2 separate regions of the Sus scrofa genome follow, and region 1 is linked to region 2. A link is a contact called in public Hi-C data. All regions are on one chromosome and are shown on one strand. The core of a region is the stretch at or near the end of the contact, and the rest is flanking DNA. Distances in the headings are between cores, read along the strand shown.

The links. A called contact is a pair of places that touch in the nucleus more often than the background predicts.
Region 1: a contact with region 2 is called in a Hi-C map of liver, with 5 times the contacts expected there. The contact joins the promoter of TMEM94 here to the promoter of TSEN54 in region 2. A contact is called at or near these places in 13 of 47 Hi-C or Micro-C datasets (embryonic fibroblasts, fetal heart ventricle, heart right ventricle and 6 more) and 2 of 2 datasets of contacts at active chromatin or transcription factors (alveolar macrophages and skeletal muscle).

What each region holds. Positions count from the first base shown.
Region 1 is chr12:5,903,769-5,908,510 of Sscrofa11.1, forward strand. It overlaps TMEM94 (transmembrane protein 94), which reads right to left and starts at 2,021. Exons shown (of 32, transcript XM_021066635.1): 1 at 1,480-2,021.
Region 2 is chr12:5,852,311-5,857,179 of Sscrofa11.1, forward strand. It overlaps TSEN54 (tRNA-splicing endonuclease subunit Sen54), which reads right to left and starts at 3,481. Exons shown (of 12, transcript XM_021066651.1): 1 at 3,393-3,481; 2 at 2,651-3,273; 3 at 2,150-2,314; 4 at 1,989-2,052; 5 at 1,821-1,904; 6 at 1,397-1,495; 7 at 265-317. The coding sequence starts at 1,886. CASKIN2 (caskin-2) reads left to right here and starts at 3,564. Exons shown (of 20, transcript XM_021066645.1): 1 at 3,564-3,790.

The DNA of each region.
Region 1 (4,742 bases), core at 771-3,270, 50 kb after region 2:
ACAAAAACAGAAACAGAAACAAACCTAGTTAAGTGCCAGACCATATACACCACCTCATTTTTTTTGGGGGGGGGAGCTTTTTAGGGTCGCACCCGTGGCATATGGAGGTTCACAGGCTAGGGGTCAATTGGAGCTGCAGCTGCCGGCCTATACCACAGCCACAAAAACGTAGGATCTGAGCTGCGTCTGCGACCTACACCATAGCTCATGGCAACGCTGGATCCTTAACCTATTGAGCAAGGGATCAAACCCGCAACCTCATGGTTCCTAGTTGGATTCATTTCCTGTACCACCTCATTTTAACGCTCACAGCCACCCTGTAAGAAGCTGAGAGAAGTCAGGGAACTTGATTGTCTTAAATTCCACCAAGGAAACAACCAGCTCTGGCGGATAAAGAACTCAAGAATTCTGAACTTCAGAATTCCAGTCCTGGCCCCTGGTGGCCCTGGCCCTTTGTAACTCTCCCAACAGTTATTAGGTTCCACATCTGTAACAGAGAAAATGTTAAAATTCCCTCCCGATGCCCATCTTCTAAGACTATGCAGGGTCAACTGAACTGTCACCGCCGCTGAAACGAGTGTCTTGGATAAAGCATGAGAAAATGATCATCGTCCCCCCGGCACAAAAATCACATAGTAGAAGGAAAACAGATTCAAGGCAGAGCTCCCTCTTACTTTTCCCCAAGAGCCACACACGAAAAAGAGGGTGGGATGTAGCAACACGTGACCAAACCCATGCCCGCGCCAAAGCAGCCCGTGGTCACACACCAATGAAAGAGCAGGGTTTCCCTCGCTGCTGGCATTGGCAGGGACTCGTACCACCGCTCGCGAGGGATTCTAAGAACAGGACTTCAGCGGTGAGCAGCAGAGGAACAGAGCACCGCACAGAGATCAGTTTATGGGGTGGCAAACAATATTCCCCTGGTTGCTTCGAATGAGTCTTTAAACATTCTGGAAAGGCGGAAGAGGGCGTAAAAAAAGGCAGGGCACGCTCCAAACTGCTGAAGGTTGAAAAGCCCCTCCGGCTCCATCCACCTGGACACAGGGGACACGATCAGCACAAGGGCCCGGGCGGCAGAGGAGAGCGCGCGCAGGGGGAACAACCGTCGGAACTGGGGCCAGGATGGGGACTCCCGGAGATCTATAAATACACTGGACACCAGCGTCGGAAGCCCTCTGGGCCAGGGCCCAGCCACAGCAATCCTGGGGCAGGGAGTCTTTGTTGGCGGGAGGCTTCGATGTCTGACGCAGGACCCCCAAGGGGCCAAGCCAGGGCCGAGGGTAGGTGTGAGTATCTGGGGAAAGGAAATGGCCAAGAGTTGGAGGCAACGGCCTCCACCTAAGGGATCCCCTGAGGCCATTCCCTGGGTGCAGACCCCAGACTCCCCTCCGCTAAGCCAAGAATCCGGAAGCTGCGGAAGCCAAGCCCCACGCCCCTTTGCTCTCCGTGCTTCAGGGCCACGGGTCTTCACGTACTTACCAGGGCCCGGGGTGTCCTTCTTCGCCTGCGTCCTCTCCCCTCCCTGCCCCCTCCTCACTTCACATCCCCTCCTCCAAGGACTGCAGCCATGCCCGTTACTGGCAACTCCTAGGGGTCGGCTTTCCTTCTCAGACAACAGAGACGCCGGTCGCAAGCTAAAGTCCTGGATCCTGATTGGTCTAAATCAGAGACGGGCGGGGAGTTCTGGCTTCTTATTGGTTAGGAGGAGTGCTCGGCTGTAGCTGCATCCGCCCCTCTGAGAGCCGGGCGGAATTAAGTGCCAAGAGATGCCGGCGTGAGAGCGCGCTGCCACTATCCATCCTTGTGCGTTGCGCTCGGCCGTCTTCTGATCCGGAGATTCTACCAGAGGCGAAGGCGCGACTTTCCTCTCGATTAGTTTTCCCTCGGAGTTATCCTAAAAAGGTCGACTAGACCTCCTGCCCCCCGCCTTTCTTTCTTTTTAAAATAGGCCCTTTGCAGAGCTCCTGTGTCTCCTACTTTTAAGCTCCCTCCTCGTTGCTGGGTACAAATCCTTAGAGACACCTTGCTCAGAGACCTTGGAGGGAGTCCCTCAGGGACGAATACTGCTTCCAAACCAAAGCTGGAGAATCTAAGACAGTACTGCAGTTTTCTCCTCAGCTCGGCCGAACTCCAAAGGGAAAACAAGTTAAAAATTTTTTTCTAGATAATTAGAGAAATCGCCTGAGAGACCTCTCTTGGGAAAACAAAGCAACCCTGTGTCAGTATTTACTTCTGTTTTCCCAGAGATCTAAGTCTGGAGAGTTGGGGTTTTTGTTTTTTGTCTTTTAGTCTGTTTATAAAATTGGAAGAAGGTCATGGCTGGCCCTGGGAAGCAAAAGCCCCTTCCCCCTTTTAGTAATGAGTTTATGTAATTATAATCTCTCTTTCTTCTCAGCTGGACAAGAAGTTGCCATGTCGGGTACCTAATCTTCTGTTTGAACTGTTTACCAGTTGTCTAAGACTGGTAGAATCACGTCACTTTCCTGCATACAGAAATTTGCAGTTTATCTTAGCCAAAAGAAAAATTCACATCGCTCTACCGGAAATGCAAAGTCCCTCATAGGTTGTCCCAGACATGCATTTCTCAGCTTAACTCCCCACAACCCAAACTACAGAGATTTACCATCATTTCGTAAATACCTCTGGGACCCTCCCACCATTGCTCCTTTGCCCAAGAGGCTCCCTGTGCTTTGAAGGCTCTTTCTTACCGATAAAGCCAATGTTCAAATACACGCCCATGCTAAAGGCCTACCTCAAACAAGACCTCCCCTAAAGCCTTCCCTGACTTTGAGTCACTGAAATTCTCCCTACAGCACTGTACTTTTTTGTGTGTCTCCATTGCTGACTTTACAAAGTAAATATGCTTTCCACAGGACTGTTTCTGTAAGCGTTTAAACTCCTAAAGGCAGCGGGCTTATCCTGGCAGACCCCACAGCTCCTTGCTTGGAGCCTGGTACCCCGTAAATGTTTGCTGAACTGAACTAGTCAATTTCCTGTACCTTATGTCTTTTCACATCATCCCAAAAGGTTTATATGACTGCGTTCGGAAGGTTATTATTATTGTTGTTGTTGTCTTTTTAGGGCTGCACTCACGGCATATGGAGGTTCCTAGGCTGTGGGTTGAATCGGAGCAGTAGCTGCTGGCCTGCACCACAACCACAGCAACGCTGGATCCAAGCTGCGTCTGCGACCTGCACCACAGCTCACAGCAATGCCAGATCCTTAACCCACTGAGTAAGGCCAGGGATTGAACCTGTGTCCTCATGGATACTAGTCAGGTTCGTTAACCATTGAGCCACGGTGGGAACGCCTGCATTTGGAAGGTTGGCAGATGTAATGTAATCATCCTGCCCTGCTCCACGTTCTACCCATCTGGTCTCCTCTGGCCATACTTGTTTCTTTTTTTTTTTTTCCCCAGTGGTTCCTGTGGCATATGGAAGTCCCCAGGCCAGGGGTTGAACCCGCACCACAGCAGCAACCCAAGCTGTTGTGGAGATAATGGTAGGTCCTTAACCCACTGCGCCACAAGGAAACTCCCATCCTTGTTTCTTTTTCCTTTTTTTTTTTTTTTTTTTTTTTGGCCACGCCTGTGGCATGGGAAAGGTCCCAGGACAGGCATTGAATCCGCGCCACAGCAACGACCTGAGCCACAGCAATAACACCAGATCCCTAACCCATTGACCCACCAGGGAACTCCTGGCCATACTTGTTTCTCTGTTTCATTGGGTTTTATGAATATTAACCAACAAATTTAAACTAAGTGCCTACCAGTTTCAGGGGTTGTGTCCTTCTCCTACTAACCATCCCCTCTGTCAGTGCCCCCACCCAGCCAAAAGTAAAACTTCGCCTAAGAAGCCCTGGATCCAGAACATACCCATACACCCACTCTAAACTCACCCTGGCTGGACTTTTTGTGGCTCTGAGGTCCCTACGTCTGTGTCTTGTTGGTTGTCTAGCAACCCCAGGCAGCTGCGTAATCCTTCTTCTGGAGCTTTCCCTGTCTCTCTGCCAAAATGACCTTGATGAGAAAACCAGGGCCTTCCAGGGGGGATGTCCCAGCCACTTCATCTATTTCCCTTTCAACATTCCTCCAAGGGAGAGCTACTTCCTTTCCCCATCCGTATGCTCGTCCTTTCCCTGACCCCAGCCTATTTCCTGTCTCTAGGCTCAGCTTATGCTCTTCGCTGTGCCTGAAATGCCCTTTTGCTTTCGTTCTAACGCCCCATCATCCATGAAGTTCAGGTTGGCTTGTCCCTGCTCTGTTTTCTCATAATTCCCTGTAGATGACTCCATCATCTCCACACGGACCACACTGTTTGACGTCTTGGACAGGAAAATATATTAATAATGCATTCGTACCCCAGCGCTCTCTCTCTCTCCCCACTGCCTGATAACGACGGATTCTGTCCGTGCCTGTTAGGTTGCCAGATCATTGCACAGTTATCAGAATAATAGGGGAAAGGTAGGGCAGAGAAGGGCGAGCCTTGAGTGGTTTGGTTTACTCTGGGTGGGAGGCAGAGTGATGGGTGGCTGAGAGCAGATGGATTTGAAAAGAGGGCAGGAGCAAATGAAGAGAGAAGAGCTGGAACAGTGTGAATTAGGGAAGAGTCGGAGGAAGGTTGGAGAGAGGAAAGAGAAGCTTTAGGGCAGAGTGAGAAAGGCCTTAGGTGAGTAGGTGGAATACCTTTCCCCTATCAGTCAGATACTGTACAATGACCTGGGAATCTAACAGGTAAAGACAG
Region 2 (4,869 bases), core at 2,231-4,730:
AGCCGGAGGTGCTCAAATGCTATCTGTGGAGTGGACGGGCTGAAGAAGGGGCCCAATCTGATAGCTCACGATACGCTCAAATGACCAAGATTTGTCCCAACATGGCCCTTGGGAGAACACGTCCAGCAGAAGCCCCCAGCCCGCGTTCAGGGAGTTGCAGTTCCCGCTAAGGATTCCAGGTAGAGAGACCGCTTTCCACTTTGGAGCTAGTCAGCCAGGTCCTAGGACCAGGACAAACTCGAGGGAAATGCGACAGGGATTTACCTGGGTTGGAATCGTCGAACCACATAGCCCAGTCTCTTCAGGTGGCTGAAGACCTCAAAAGGAAAAAAGGAGAGGTCAGAGGTCCACTTCTGAAAACACTTTCTCCAGACAGAAACTTTCCTTGCACCCCCAGATTCCAAACCCTGGGACGAGCTGGACCATACTTCATTATAAATACACACACACACTCCCCCTGCCGCCAAAACAAGGTCTCAGTCTCTGAATTCCTATCACTCACTTACCTTACTCTGGGCATAAATGACATTTAGTGGTTTTTATCCCCCCCCCCCCCTTTTGGCCACATCCACAGCATGCAGAAGTTCCCAGGTCAGGGAATGAACCCATGCCATGGCAGTGACCCAAGCCACAGCAGTGACAATGCTGGATTCTTAACCCACGGAGCCACAAGGGAACTCCACTTTCAGAGTTTCTTGACTTAAATCCCCAAAAGCTGATAGCTGATAGCTACCAGGAAAAAAAATACAGCCCAGAATATTTTGATACCAAAGCTGTGGTGAGTGAGCTCCTACCTATCGCGCAGGTAGGAAGACAGCAGAAGGTGGAGGACATCTGCCTCCCACCCCACAGACAGGGGGAGGGCGGGGGACTGGCCTCTGGATGTGTCCCTGTGTCCCTGTCAGGGAGGTGCAGGCAGGAATGTCCCCATCTTGCTTGATCTCTCAGTAACCTCCACATGGCCTACCACTTCCTCCTTGGAAGACCTTCTCTTGGCTTCTGTGATGCTCCCTCACCTGCTTTTTCTCCTTGGGTCCCCCATCTTCCCCTGACCTCATGCTGGAGTGTCCGGGTCCCGGGCCACACCTCCACACAGCCCAGTGAGGTTGGCAATACCATCTGTGCGGTTATGATGCCCACATATCTGTCTCTAGCCTTGGGCTCCCCCTCCTCCCCTTTTTCCTGGCTCTCACCTGTGAAGTCAATCATCCACTTGCTTGCTTGCTTATCTATGACCCAAATGCCACCGCGAGAATGTAAGCACTTTAGCCACCGAGCTCTTGACTGCCTGGTAGCCTCAGTACATGGCCCTGTGCCTAGCCCCTTGTCAGTACTCATAAGCACTTGTTAGCTGAGTAGGTGGGTGGCTCCTCTCCGGGGAGAGAATGACAGATACCTGGTACTGCAGGAAAGTCACAGTGTCCTCAGTCAGCAGCAGCTGGTAGGCCTCCTGGATAGACAGTGGCAGGTCTTCGTGGAAGAGCTGGATGGAACCCTGGAAGTGGGGCCAACAGCCCGGCTTGTGAATCCTCCCTGCAGTGGCACAGCCAATGGGGCGACTTCCTGGCTTGCTATACCCCCCCCACCCCCCATCGCAGCGAGAATATGGCCAACCAGGAAGACAGGGGGTCGGGGAGGGAGGCAGCACTCAGAATTAGGCTGGAATCCCTGCTCCCCGCGTGGTACTCTTGTCTCCTGCTCTGGAAATCAGGTTACAAGCTCCCAGAATGCTCAGATGATATACTTTTCTTCCAATAAAAACATGGCCTTCCCGTTCCTTGGTCCCGAGCCCTTTGCCGCGCTCCCAGGGCCCCACTCACACACTCCAGCAGATACAAGGCCTCTTCTGGGTGAAGCCGCTGCCGTCCCTGCTCTGAGAAGCCCATAGTCTGCCAGAATTTACCCTGCGTGGGACCCAGAGCAAATGTCACAAAGGAGCCGGGAGGGCAGGGAGGGCGGGCTCCCTGTCTCAAAGGCCCACGGCTCACCGCAGGAGACTTCAGCTCCACGAAGCCTTCTTCCGGTCTCCACTCGGCGGCCACCAAACTGCCCCTGGCAAGGAGTGGGGAGGGGGCCGTCTCAATCTGCGGGCTTAGTCGACCCGGTCCGTCCGCCCGGCTCCGCCCCCGGCCCGGCCCGCCCCCCTCACAGGCGCTCCACGCGCTCCTCCGCCAGCAGCTGCCAGAGCTCCTCGCGGCACAAGCGCAGCCGCTCAGCCTGGGCCGCCGAGCCGTCGGGAAGGAAGTCCTTGGGGCCATGCGAGCGCTGGGGCAGCTTCTGGGGCCGCGAGCGGGCGGCGAAGAGCTCCGGCACACTGGGGAAAGCAAGAAGGGACGCGGGGTTAGCGCCACGCAGTCGGGACCGCTCGGCCCTGGCCGGGATCCCCGTCCTGGGTGCCCATCTCCTTCCCTGCGCCCACCCTGCGGTCCCGGCGCCTCCCCCGGGCCGGGCCGCGCCGCGCCGCACCTGAGCACGCGCCCGGGAGGAACCTCCACCTCGGCGGACCCAGGTTCGGGCTCCATCGGGCCGCCGTCTGCAGCTGCGCGCGCGCGCGCGCGCGCCGCCCATGCCCCGCCCACCGCCGGAACTCCGCGCGGCCCTAGCGCCCGCCAATCCGACCTCTGCTCCTCCGCGCTCCAGATCAACCCACCTGCTTTCCACCTTCCTGGTGTCCTGGGTCCTAGCGCCTGCCAACAGACATGGGGCTCGATTCCGGAGGCGGAGAGCTTGCAGGTTTCTGGATTTGTTAGGACCATCTCTCCGATCCCCAGCCCTCCTCTGGGCTCCTCTCTAGTAAAACTTGCGGAGCCTGACGTTTGAAAGTGTGCTATGAAGAGTCAAATTCATGATCTTCCCCTCCGCAGCCCTGAGCTGCTTAGTCCCCATCACCCATTGGGACAGGGAGGGAAGAAGAGGGGTGTAGAGATGGGCGAGTGCTAGGTTCCCGAATTCCAGCTTCACAAACTGGAGGCCGCCGAGGGCTGTCAGATGCGATCTAGGGAGGTTCGGTGTTCCTTCAGGGTCTTCCGTTGGGTCTCTTCCTAAGGGCTCGGAAACTATGTTTTCAGGGCCGGGGGCGGGAGGCCGCTGTCCGACCCACGATGGTGCTGAAGCGCCACCATAGATGGTCATAGGCACCTCCTCGAAGCTGGGGTCCCCGCCGCCGCCACCACGGGCCGCTCCGACACGGGCCGCTAGGTGGCACCATTGCTCCAACCAGCGGTTGTTGGTCTGCTATTCTGGCCTCGCGGGCAGAGGTCGCCGCGGCGGTCCCTGGAGGGGCGAGGGGCAAAAGGGAAGGGGGATTTCCCAAGTGAGATTCCTGGGTCTCGGTTCCCAGACCCCTTCGCATCATGTCTTCCCTCCCGCCCGTCACAAACAGGGCACCTCACCCTTCAGTCTGAACCCTAGAGCCCCAGATCGCCCCTGCTCCAACAGCCGGGACGCAGCGTACTCTCGTCCCCACCCCCGCCGCTTCACCTGGGCGCATGCGCTGAGCGAGGCAGTGTCCAAGGTCCGGACCCGAGTGATGGGGGCGGGGCCTGGGCGGCTCGGGGCGGGGCCCCAGGCACTGACTGACAGCCCGACTGCGCGGCCGGGACGATCCCTCCGCTCCCGATCCGGCGGGAGGGAAGGGGGAGGGGCGGGATTTCCTGCGGGAGGCGCCGAGCCGGCCTTGGAAAAGGAGGAGAAGAAGGAGAAAAGGGGTAAGGGGGGCAGTGGGAGCCGCCGTCCGGAGTGCCAGGGACCGAGCGGGACCAGCCGGACCCCCAGCGGGGCGGCTGGAGAGGTGAGACGGCGGGGTCTGAGCTGGGGGTCAGCACCCTTGAGGGCGGGTACAAACTAACTTTTCCTGCGGGATCGGCGGGCGCCTACATCTGTCGGCTCCTTCTGTCCTTTTCGCGCCCCTATCCCGTCCTCCCGCATCAATCCCTCCGGCACTTGGCCCTCCCGGTCCCTCCCGCCGCTTTGTTCCCCGGTCGGCTGGAGCTGGGCTGGGTTGGGGGGGTTGCGCGGCGCTGGACTGGCATTCCGGGGGGCGGGGGAGCCAGCCCGACCCCAGGCACTGCCAGGGGCGCCCTCCCCCAATGTCGGCCTCGGGCCTTGAGCTGGAGTGCCCTCTGGGTTGGGCTTGGGACATTTTGGGAGGAAGGGCGACCCCAGCTAGGGCCCCAGGCCTGCACGGGGCTCATGCCACAGGACTTGGGCAGCAAATTCATGGCCACTGAGGAACTGACGTAAGCTTTTCTAAAGTGAAGTCGGGGCTCTGGGCCACAGATTCAGGCTTGGGGGGGGCCAGGCAGCCTCATTTACCAGCGGTGCCCCAGCTCTTATCTCTGTTCTCTGCCCAGCTGCTTCCCCATCCCGCGCAAGGGTCAGCAACAGGTGCCGGAAAGCCTCCCTGTCCTGCAGGCAGACCCTCGGCCAGAGATGGAGAGCCGTAGCTCCCACTCCACCCTCTAGATTCATGAAGAGCCCTGGGGCAAGGGCATCCAGCTATTACAGCAAAGCTTAGAGAGGGAGGGGTCTGGGGGCAGGCGCCTTCCACAGGGAGTGACCACGGGCCGGGCTGCCTGCGCCTGACCTTCTGCCAGGCCCCACCTTCTGGCCCACCAGTTGTCTGTGGGTGTCAGTGCCCGGGGCTGTGGAGAACAGGCTGCTGGCCCCGCCTACCCCAATGTGTCGTGCTGCCAGGGCCCCTCCTGCCCCAGGTTGAGGTGCTGCCAGGTGCCCTGGGGCCTCAGTGACTCAACCTCCCCCTCCCAGGACCCCTTCCCCCCACCAAGTGCTGCTCTCAGGCGTGGTGGCTCCCTCCCCTCTTTGAGTGGCTCAGCCCCTCCCTTGACTCACAAGGGCAGCCAGGATGAT